3 separate regions of the Pan troglodytes genome follow, and all the other regions are linked to region 1. The links are chromatin contacts, called in public Hi-C and HiChIP or PLAC-seq maps. All regions are on one chromosome and are shown on one strand. Each heading gives the region's core, a stretch centred on a gene start, on an enhancer-like site or on the middle of the called end of the contact. The rest is flanking DNA. Distances are from core to core; before and after follow the strand shown.

What was found. Hi-C and Micro-C count contacts between places; a contact is called where the count stands out from the background. HiChIP or PLAC-seq counts read pairs in DNA pulled down with a chosen protein or histone mark.
Region 2: a Hi-C map of stem cell-derived neural progenitor cells shows a contact between it and region 1, with 2.0 times the contacts expected there. The contact joins the enhancer-like site here to the promoter of XKR6 in region 1. A contact is called at or near these places in 1 of 7 Hi-C or Micro-C datasets (stem cell-derived neural progenitor cells) and 1 of 1 datasets of contacts at active chromatin or transcription factors (stem cell-derived excitatory neurons).
Region 3: a contact with region 1 is called in an H3K4me3 HiChIP or PLAC-seq map of stem cell-derived excitatory neurons, with 3 times the contacts expected there. The contact joins the promoter of LOC134810815 here to the promoter of XKR6 in region 1. A contact is called at or near these places in 1 of 7 Hi-C or Micro-C datasets (stem cell-derived neural progenitor cells) and 1 of 1 datasets of contacts at active chromatin or transcription factors (stem cell-derived excitatory neurons).

The regions. Positions count from the first base shown.
Region 1 is chr7:17,192,636-17,195,740 of NHGRI_mPanTro3-v2.0_pri, forward strand. XKR6 (XK related 6) reads right to left here and starts at 1,575. Exons shown (of 3, transcript XM_016959089.4): 1 at 318-1,575. The coding sequence starts at 1,081.
Region 2 is chr7:17,005,274-17,008,378 of NHGRI_mPanTro3-v2.0_pri, forward strand. The region is part of intron 1 of XKR6 (XK related 6); the gene reads right to left. Among named protein-coding and RNA genes, the nearest start is that of MIR598, 18 kb to the right of the region's middle. Within about 2 kb of position 1,493, at least 17 of the 24 cell types and tissues checked have an H3K27ac peak or open chromatin away from gene starts, as enhancers often do. A contact at or near this core is called in stem cell-derived neural progenitor cells, where this site is marked.
Region 3 is chr7:17,048,632-17,051,736 of NHGRI_mPanTro3-v2.0_pri, forward strand. It overlaps LOC134810815, which reads right to left and starts at 1,533. Exons shown (of 2, transcript XM_063816873.1): 1 at 1-1,533. All of the region lies in intron 1 of XKR6 (XK related 6), which reads right to left.

The DNA of each region.
Region 1 (3,105 bases), core at 325-2,824:
GGAGGCAGGGAAAAGGGGCGCCTGGGAACGGAGCTCTGCAGAGGGGACGGGGAGGGCAGGCTGGGGCAAGAGCCCCGCCGAGTGCGAAGCGGGGACGAGGATGGGCCAACGGCAGGTCTCGGCCTCCCCGGGCCAAAGGCGTGGCCAGGGATCCAGATCAAACGCTGGTCTTTTGGAGACGCCAGGGGCGGCGCGCGGCCGGTCCCTCCTTCGAGCCCCCCGCGCTGGGCCCGTCCGAGGGGCCGCCCCGCGAAGCACCGTGAGGGCGGAGGGGGGCTCCTCAGGGCCGGCCCGCCCCCACCCCGCAGTGCTCTTACCTCCACACCTGCCCCATCTGCAGCAGGTGGATGACCGACTGCCAGATCCACACGGAGAGGCGACACAGGCGCTGCGCCCCCGGCGTGGGGGAGACCCTCACGCCTGGGCCACCGCGGGCCGCGCCGTGGACGTAGCCGGCCCCCATCATGGGGGGGCCCCGGCTGGTGAGCCCCTCCACGGCGCCCAGCCCGCCGCCCGTGTAGTCCTGCACGAACCAGCGGAAGCTCAGGCTCTGCACCAGCAGCGACGGCACCAGCACGAAGAAGAGGGTCAGCCCGAAGTAGACGTAGTCCCCCTTGCGGTAGTAGTCGAGGGCCAGCCACAGGTCGGTGCCCACGTCCCCGAAGAACACCAGCAGCGCCAGCACGATCCACAGGCAGTCGAGCCACGGCCGCTCCACCTGCGGCGGCGGCGGCTCCGGCCGCGCGGCCGAGGGCGTCGGGGGTTGGCGGCCGGCGCCGGGGGCCGCGGGAGGCTGCAGCGGCTGGTCCCCCCCGTCGGCGGCGGCGCTGCGGCGCGGCTTCCTGCCCAGGAGGGAGCGCAGGCAGGCGGAGCGGCAGCCCCAGTAGCACGAGGAGGTGTTGCAGCAGTGGCAGATGTGCATCGAGCTGCTCTCGCCGGGCTCGCTGCCGTCGCCGCCGCCGCCGCAGCCGCCTCCCCCGGGCTCCCCGTCCTCTTCGCCGCCGCTGCCCACCGCCTCGTCCAGGTTGTGCAGCTGAGCGAAGCCCACCCCCACGCCACCGCCATCGGATTTCGCCGCCATCTTGACTCTCTTCCCAGCTCCGGAGGTTGGGGGGGAGGGACGGCGGGGGGGGGGGGAAGAAGGCAGGGAACGGGGAGGGGGGGAAACGAATGGAGAGGAAGGGGGGCGGGGAGGAAGCGGGGGAGCAAACGAACGAGGGGGGAGTGGGCCAGGGAACCCCCTCCGCTTCCGGGTAGTTGGCGTCACTTCCGGGCGAGCCCCCCAATCGCACGGCGCCCGCAGCTCCCCAGCCCTACCCTCCCGGCCAAGATGGCCGCCCTCCTGTGCCTCAGCTGCTGGGCGGGGGACCGGGGGGTTCTCCCCGCCAGGGCTCCCCTTCCCCTCTTCCGTTGACCCCGAAACCCATCAGGTTGACCCCTCGGCGTTTCAGAATCCGGCTGGGCCGAGTGAGACGGTCCAAAGTGATCCCTGGAGGGGGCAGTGCCAGACGTTTTGGGGTCCCCTTCCTCAGCGTCGCAGCTCACAGCTTTCCTCCTGGAGAAACGCCCCCTAACACCCTCCCGGCTGCTGGTGGAGGGGCGGGACCTCTGAGGGAAGGGGCGGAGCTAGTGCAAAGCAGGTGATTACGTGTCACTTCCGGGAGATGGGATGACCTCATTGTGTAGTTAGACAACCCCCCCCCAATCAAAATGTCTATGTCTCACCTCTTTGGCTGTTTCTATTTTCTTTTAAATTTCTCTTATTCTTCTCTTATTTTGAGGGTCTTTAAAAATTACATAAGTCAGATTTTCACAAGCAAGTTACTGATTCTCACTTCCATTTAGACACCTCTCCTCTTACCTCTGTTGACCTCCTGATTTTCCTGTCACTGACAACTTTACCACCTTTTGTAATAAAGTTCCCATCATTCCCTTAAAAAAGCTTCAGGCAAAATTCAATTGGAAATCAGCCTGGTTGGGTCTTACATGTTGGAAGAAGGAATGAATGGGCATATTGTGACCTTGAATATATTTTCTGCCCTATGGAAATATATTCTACCAACTTTTTTTTTAATATGCAATTTTTAAATTCTGTGATCTTAATTTGGAAAATGCAGAACTAGCCAGGGCTTAACCTGTATCAATTATTTGTTCAGGTTATTTAAATGTGTAAGGAGTGCCTTTTAGAATTTTTTTGGTGCTAAGGCACTGTGGGTAAACATTGCTTTAAATAAGGAAAAAATGTTATCAATGTGCTATATCATTAAGGTAGGTGCAGGATACACTACTTAAAGTTAGCTAACAAATTACAAAAGTGGAACAGCACTGAATGGATTTGAATTACAATGATCTTCCAGTGAAAGTATTTTTGAAGCCAGATAGCCAAAATAGGGCAAGCTACATGGTTACAGTTGTTCCTGATCAGATGAAATGAACATTTTACAGTTAAAAAAAGAATGAGGGGGAAAAAACTCCCTGAATTTTCTCATTGACCTCCCTAGATTTTTCAACTCATTTTTGTGATTCTGTCTACTTCTCCCTTCACTAAAGTCTTCTAATAATGCCAATAACTGTCTTTAGAATGTTAAGAGTACAAATTAGGTAATATTTATATGGCTGGAGGTTCTATGGCAGAAAGGTGCGTTTGACAACTTCAATAGTTACTTTGATACTATTGAATACTATGGCACCTATGAGTTTTGGGAGTGGCAGGGTAGATGGGGATACTACATTTTAGGACACAGCTTTTCATGAGTATATATGCCAGTGTGAAATCTCTGAAGACTTTAGAAAAATTACTAATAGTGAATTTTTACTCCCATACATTGGGAAGAGGGGAGTGATTCCAAAATCAACTTTTAGAAACAAGCCATATAACTGTATCCATGTATTTCATGCTATGATTTAAGCCTCATACTCCCTATGGTATGTAAAACTCATACTCATATGTAAGCCTCATACTCCCTATGGTAGTAAAACTTAAGGCCAGCAGGTAAAGATTATTTCTGCATATAGATGGGATTCTGTTTCTTTGCTGAATTTGAATGAATAACACCTTACATGGCATAAATATAGAGTAGGATTGCCCAGGTATGAACCCCAATG
Region 2 (3,105 bases), core at 243-2,742, 190 kb before region 1:
GCAGATGGAACTTGCCAACAAGATGCTGAGCCGAAGAAGCAGACGTGAGAGGACAGGGACTGATGATTCTGTTCCCTCAGATTCCCAGAACAGACAAAACTCATCTACGATCAGGGAAGCCGGGGCCTGGGTTGGGAGGAGGCGCTTGGGGGCGCCTCTGATCGCGTGATATGGGTGCCCTGCATCTGGCCGTGTTCACTCGGGAAATGCTGTGAGCTGCACTTTTTTTTTTTTTTTTTTAAGTAACCCAAATTCTTTTAGTTCCAATTTCAACTTCCTTAGCATTGCTCTGAAATCCTCTCATGCTGCACTTTTATTTTTACTCTTCTGAGCACATCCGGGATGCCCAACTCTCTGGAAAGAGGGATTAATTTTTTTTTTCGGTCCAGATTTTTGAGATTATTTAGGAAAGGTTTAGGGCAAGGAGAATATTTATAGCAACAAGGACGTGTCTAAACGCACTGGAGGCTTCTTTGCCCGGAACTCCCACATCTGCTAGAAACCACCCCCCACCCCCACCTCGGGGAGGGACCCTGAAGAGAGTTAGGGGAAGAAGGAGGAGAGGGGGACGCTGGCAGAGAAAGCCGGCCAGGTCTGACCGAGGGGATGAGTGTCTGAAGCCAGGGGGCTCTGGGCTTCTCCGGCCTCAGGCAGGAAGCGGGGCTGGCTGCGGTCGGGACCCAGCGCCCCCCAGGCCCTCCAAAGACTGGTTGAGCTCAGAACCAGAAGGAGCGAGGGAGCAGAGAAAGCCGGGGGCGGGCTCGGGGTAAGACAGGAAGGGAGTGAGATGAAGGTGAGAAGTGGGAGGGGAAGGAGGGAAACCGAGAGGAATTGAGGGTGGGCTCGGCGTATCTAGAGCAGTCCGCGGAGGACGCTGAGGCTCGCCGGGGAAGTGCTGTGCCCGAGGCGCCCCAAAGGTGGGCGGCGGTGCCAGCTCAGACCCACGCCTCTCTCCAAGTCCCGACTCCTGCGGACTCGGCTGCAGGCGGGGTCCATGAGGGCGGGCAGCAGAGCTCAGACGATCCGGCTCGGTTTGGTCAGCAGACCCCCGGTAACGCCCCGCACCGTCGGCGATCCCTGCCCTCTTCCACTGCGCCCCCACAAGCCCCGAGCTCGCCCGTCCTTCCCCCCGGCGCTCCGCTCTGTGGCCCCCTCGCATCCCACCGTGGGGGTGCAGCTCCCCTGGCACAGCCCGACGGTGGGAGAGGGCGGCCAGCTGGACTAAAAGCCCCGTCCCCGGGCGGGACCTTCCTCCCCGCACCCTGACGCGGCGGTTTGCCGGGGGCCTCTGCGTCCCTCTGCCCCGCGCCCTGGATGGGGAGGGTCTGGGCTCCGCGCCGCGAGGCAGCGCGACGGCTGCGGGCGACTTGGCGTGCGGTGCTGAGGACCCTGGGGGAGTGTGCGCTGGGACGCCGGGGACTCGGGGTCCTAGTGCCACCGGACGCAGGGGGAGTAGCGCAGGTCTGGGGGCGGGGTCTCTCGAGGCGCAGACAACAAGCTAGATCCTGAGCCCTCTGCTTCAAAGCGGGTAGCGCCTTCGCCCACGCCTTCCCTCCCACCATCCCTGCCTGGCTGCCACCCGGAAGTCCCCGTCCGCGCCCCGACAGCGCCGCCCTCCGGCTGGCTGCAGCGCGGGCCCTCGGTAGGGGGCGTTCCAAGGCCCCGCCTCCTCGTCACTGCCACGGATGACGACACCCCAGGCCCCCGGCCCCGCCTCCGCCTCTGCCTCCGCGGCCAGCACTGGGGAGCGTCCTGGCCTGCGCTTGCTCCCCAACCCCTCCTTGCCCCGCTCTGAGCCGGCGCGTCCTTGCTCTCCCACCACTCTTCTCTCTCGGGCCAGCCGAGCCTAAAAGGCCTCTCCTCTTCTGTTTTTCCAGTTCCCTCCTCAATTTCACCTCCTCGGAGACCCTCCACCACTCAGATCTTCAGCGAGCAAGTCACCTTTCCTTTAGATAGACAGACAGGTTAGAGATAGATTAGAGAGATTAGATAGAGATTAGATGGATAGATTAGATAGACTGATAAGATGAAAGATGTAGATGGTAGAGATTTGCATACATATGGATAGATACATATGGATAGATCATAGATAGATGGATGATTGATGCGATGTGGATGATAGATGGTTGGATAAAGATGATAGTTATAGATGATAAAAAGGCATAGATGATAGATACATATAGATGACAGAGATAGATAGAGATGATATATAACATTGTAACACGTATAGATAGGCCACAGATAGGTAGGCAGTAGGTAGATAGGAGGTAGATGGATGGATATGCGTATAGATATAGGTATATGTCCTGAAGGGACAACCCGGACCCCAGGCTGGCCAGGACAGTACCCAGGCTTTGGCAACCTCCTCAATAGACACGAAGCTGCAGGTTTTCAGCTGCTTACGCCGGGCAAACTGTAAAGTGCTTTAAATCCCTGGAACTAACCACAACGGCAGCTTAGCCTGGAAACTCAAGTGCTGGCTGCAGGCAGTTTGAGCGCAGCTCCAGGGCTGCAAGGTTGCCTGCAAGTAACACGACATTTGTTCATTCTTTCAAGCATCTGCTGAGCCTGTTGCAGCTGCCTGTGGCTGGGTTCCGGCACTCAGAGACCCTGGGCCTGCTCGAGAGGGGCTGACATTATGGTGGGCATCAGAGACACCCACACAGAGCCTCACTTGATCCATGTGGCAGTGCCCTGGGAGAGGACAGGGAGGGGTGCTGGGAAACACGAGAGGGGCAGGCATTTGACCTGGGTCCTGAGGACAGGCTGAGGTTCGCAGAAGAAGAAAAACCACATCAGTCAGAGGCACCAGTAGGTGCCCATCGGAATAGAGGGCCTGGTTCCTCCTGGGCCAGGAAGCAGTTTTGTGGGGCTGGATCCCCAGATCCTGAGACGACAGTGGGTGCTGGGGTGTAGCTTGTGCTCAGAGAGGAGGAAAGCTGGCTGAGGCCAGGTTGAGAGGGATTCTGAGAGCCCATCTATTTCTCCTGTTCCCATCTCCTCTGTTATACCTGTCCCCAGGCGCCTGAAATGACAAAGGTGCACAACCCCGGTCCTCTGGGCCTGGACTTCAAACCTATACACATGTGACAATCCCCGAGTTAG
Region 3 (3,105 bases), core at 283-2,782, 140 kb before region 1:
TTCCCAGGATCTATTCTAGAATATTCGAGGACTAAATATCGGACTGTGTCTCCCCCATTTGAGTTGTGTTCTGCCAGCACCCAGCGTGACCCATGTGGGAGGCGGTGGTATCTTTAAGTCGGAATGGGTGAATTTTTAAGTAGGGAGGGAGAGTGAATCTCCTGCAACATTTTTTTCTCATTTTGAAAGGAATGTAATTGTGGAAGACAGTGTGGCGATTCCTCAAGGATCTAGTACCAGAAATACCATTTGACCCAGCAATCTCATTACGGCATATATACCCAAAGGATTATAAATCATTCTACTATAAAGACACATGCACATGTATGTTTATTGCAGCACTATTTACAATAGCAAAGGCTATTTGCTACGTAAATGAACCAACCCAAATGCCCATCAGTGATAGACTGGATAAAGAAAATGTGGCACATATATACCATGGAATACTATGCAGCCGTAAAAAAGAATGAGTTCATGTCCTTTGCAGGAACATGAATGAAGCTGGAAGCCATCATTCTCAGCAAACTAACACAGGAACAGAAAACCAAACACCACAGGTTCTCACTCATAAGTGGGAGCTGAACAATGAGAACACATGGACACCGGGAGGGGAACATCACACACCGGAGCCTGTCGTGGGCTGGGGTCAAGTCGAGGTAGAGCATTAGGACAAACACCTAATGCATGCGGGGCTTGAAACCTAGATGGCGGGTTGATAGGTGCAGCAAACCACCACGGCACATGTATACCTATGTAACAAACCTGCATGTTCTGCACATGTATCCCACAACTTAAAGTAAAATTTTTAAAAAAAGAAAGGAATGTATAGTCACTGTGGGATACTTAGAAAACGCGAAGGTGTGCAGAAGAAAACACAAATGCACATTGTTCTTAATCTGTACAACTTCGCAGCCAGGTGGGTGGGATTATCCCCGCTTTACAGAAGAGGAAACTGAAGCTCAGAGAGTTGAAATAGCGGCCCAAGCCCTTGGGCCAGAAAGCGGGGCAGGACCAGGCTCTCACCCAGCTGTGCCTGAATCCAATCCCAAGGCCTCCTATCCAGACCAAGAGCTTTTCAGGCCCAGCATCCGAGAGCCTGGATCCACGGCGTGGCGGCCAGGGTTTCGAGGGCTCCCGCGGTTTGGGCGCTCTGCCCCTCCCCAAGCTGCGACACCCTGCGCTGGCCAGCGTCGTGTAGGCCGGGTCCAGCGCGGTCCTGGCGCCTCAGAAATCTTTCCTGAACGAATGAAAGAAGGAACGAATGACGGAAGTAAAAGGAATGAGCGCCCCGGAGACTCTGGCTTGCGTTTTCCCTCTCCATCCCCCAGCGAACGGGAGCCGGGCTGGCGCCCGAAGGGAGTCCCCGGCCGAGGGCACCGCGCAGCTCCGCGTCCCCGCGCCGGCGCCGAGAGGGAGGCCCCGCCCGACAGGCAGCTGCGGAGCCATCTGCTGCGCGGGAGGCGCCGCACCAGTGTTTGTTTACAACCCGGCCCGGCGAGCGACAAGAGCTCGGCTCCTCTTCCAGGCGCGCGGCGGTGCCAGTGGAGGAGGAGCAGGGCGCGGGGGGCGCGGGGCGGGACAGGCGCGGCTCTGTTCCCCGGCTCCCCGGCCCGCGCCCCCCGGACCCCGCCCCGCGGCTCCCTCTCACCCCCTGTAACCCCCTGCGCGACCCCGCTGGACCGCGGTCCACGGGGACAAGAGCATTTCGAGGATCCAGGAGTGTTCAGGATGAAGGGAGGTGGCGCGCAGGGTGGCACCTAAAAAACAACGCTCCTGCAGTGTCCCTGAAGGTGACAGGATGGGTGTTAGGCATTTCACAAAATCTCTAAGTCCAACAGCTCGCCCAACTCAGGGGATTCCCCTTCTTGACAGTGGCCAGATACAGGCAATAAGGTCTGGCTTAAAATTCATTCCAGGGAGTAATAATTCCATTTTTTTAAAGCATTCTGACGTAAGTGCACTTCTGGTGTTACCATTTTTACCTCCACTCCCCACAGCAGCCACAAGCTCAGGGTTGGATCAGAGCTTGGGGAGGGTGGCAGACGGAGATGAAGAGAACCCCAAATTCTGGGCTTAGGGGTGCTAGCAGGTAAAGGGAATTGACGTCTGGACAGTGACTAGTAGCCAGACTTTGGTGAGACAGCTAGTGTGGGGAGGAGACAGCCAGCAGCAGGGCTTTCCCTTCCTCCCGCCTCCCTGCCTCCATGCCTCCACGCCTCCACCTCTCCAGGCCTCCCCGCGTCCAGCCTGCACTGCAGACCTTCCTTAGACCATGCTAAACCTAGAGCCCCTGCCTCCTCCGCAGCCCCGCAGTGCCTTGATGGCGCCACCCGCCGGGAACTAGGGGTGCTCCCTGTACTCCCAGGGGGACAGTTGTGGGAGACCCTGACCTGATCCTCAGATGCCCAGGGGCTCGTTTCTACATGATTATTGGTCTGTTTGGGTTTTTCTCCTGCATACAAGGGACTAAGAGGTTACAAAGTCCTGACAAAGAGGAGGTTACACTTCCCGCACACAAAGGAGCTCGCAATCTAGAAGGGGAAGACAGGCAAGACAAAGTGGACAGGAATCACCGCTATTCAATGCCTGCCTACTATGCGCCAAGTGCTGAGTTTGGTGTTTCTCTGGCAATTCATCCAATAAATGCTTATTACATCCTGCCCTGCACTGGGCTCTGTGGACGCAGCAGAGAACAAGTCTCGTAGATGAGGAGAGACAAAATAATTCCAGTGATAGCAAGTGTGCCATAAGGGAAATACCTCTTTTAATCCTGATACAAACCCTGATGAAGGGTAAATATTCTTACCCCCTATCCCCATTTTACAGATAATGGCTCAACAAGGAGAAACAACTTGCCCAAGATCTCCAAGGCTGGGTTTGGAGCCAGGTCTAAAGCCTGTATTCTGAAGGCAACGTCCACCTAGGGCTGAGGGTTGGAGATGGCCCGTCTGCCAGCTCTGGATGAAACAGCTGGGACACAGCACCATGAATGGCAAAGGTTCCTTGCTGGGGCTAAAGCAGAATAGATGTCCACTTGGAGAGTGCTGTTTTCAAAATTCTGAATCGGCTGGGTATGGTGGCTCACACCTGTAATCTTGGCACTTT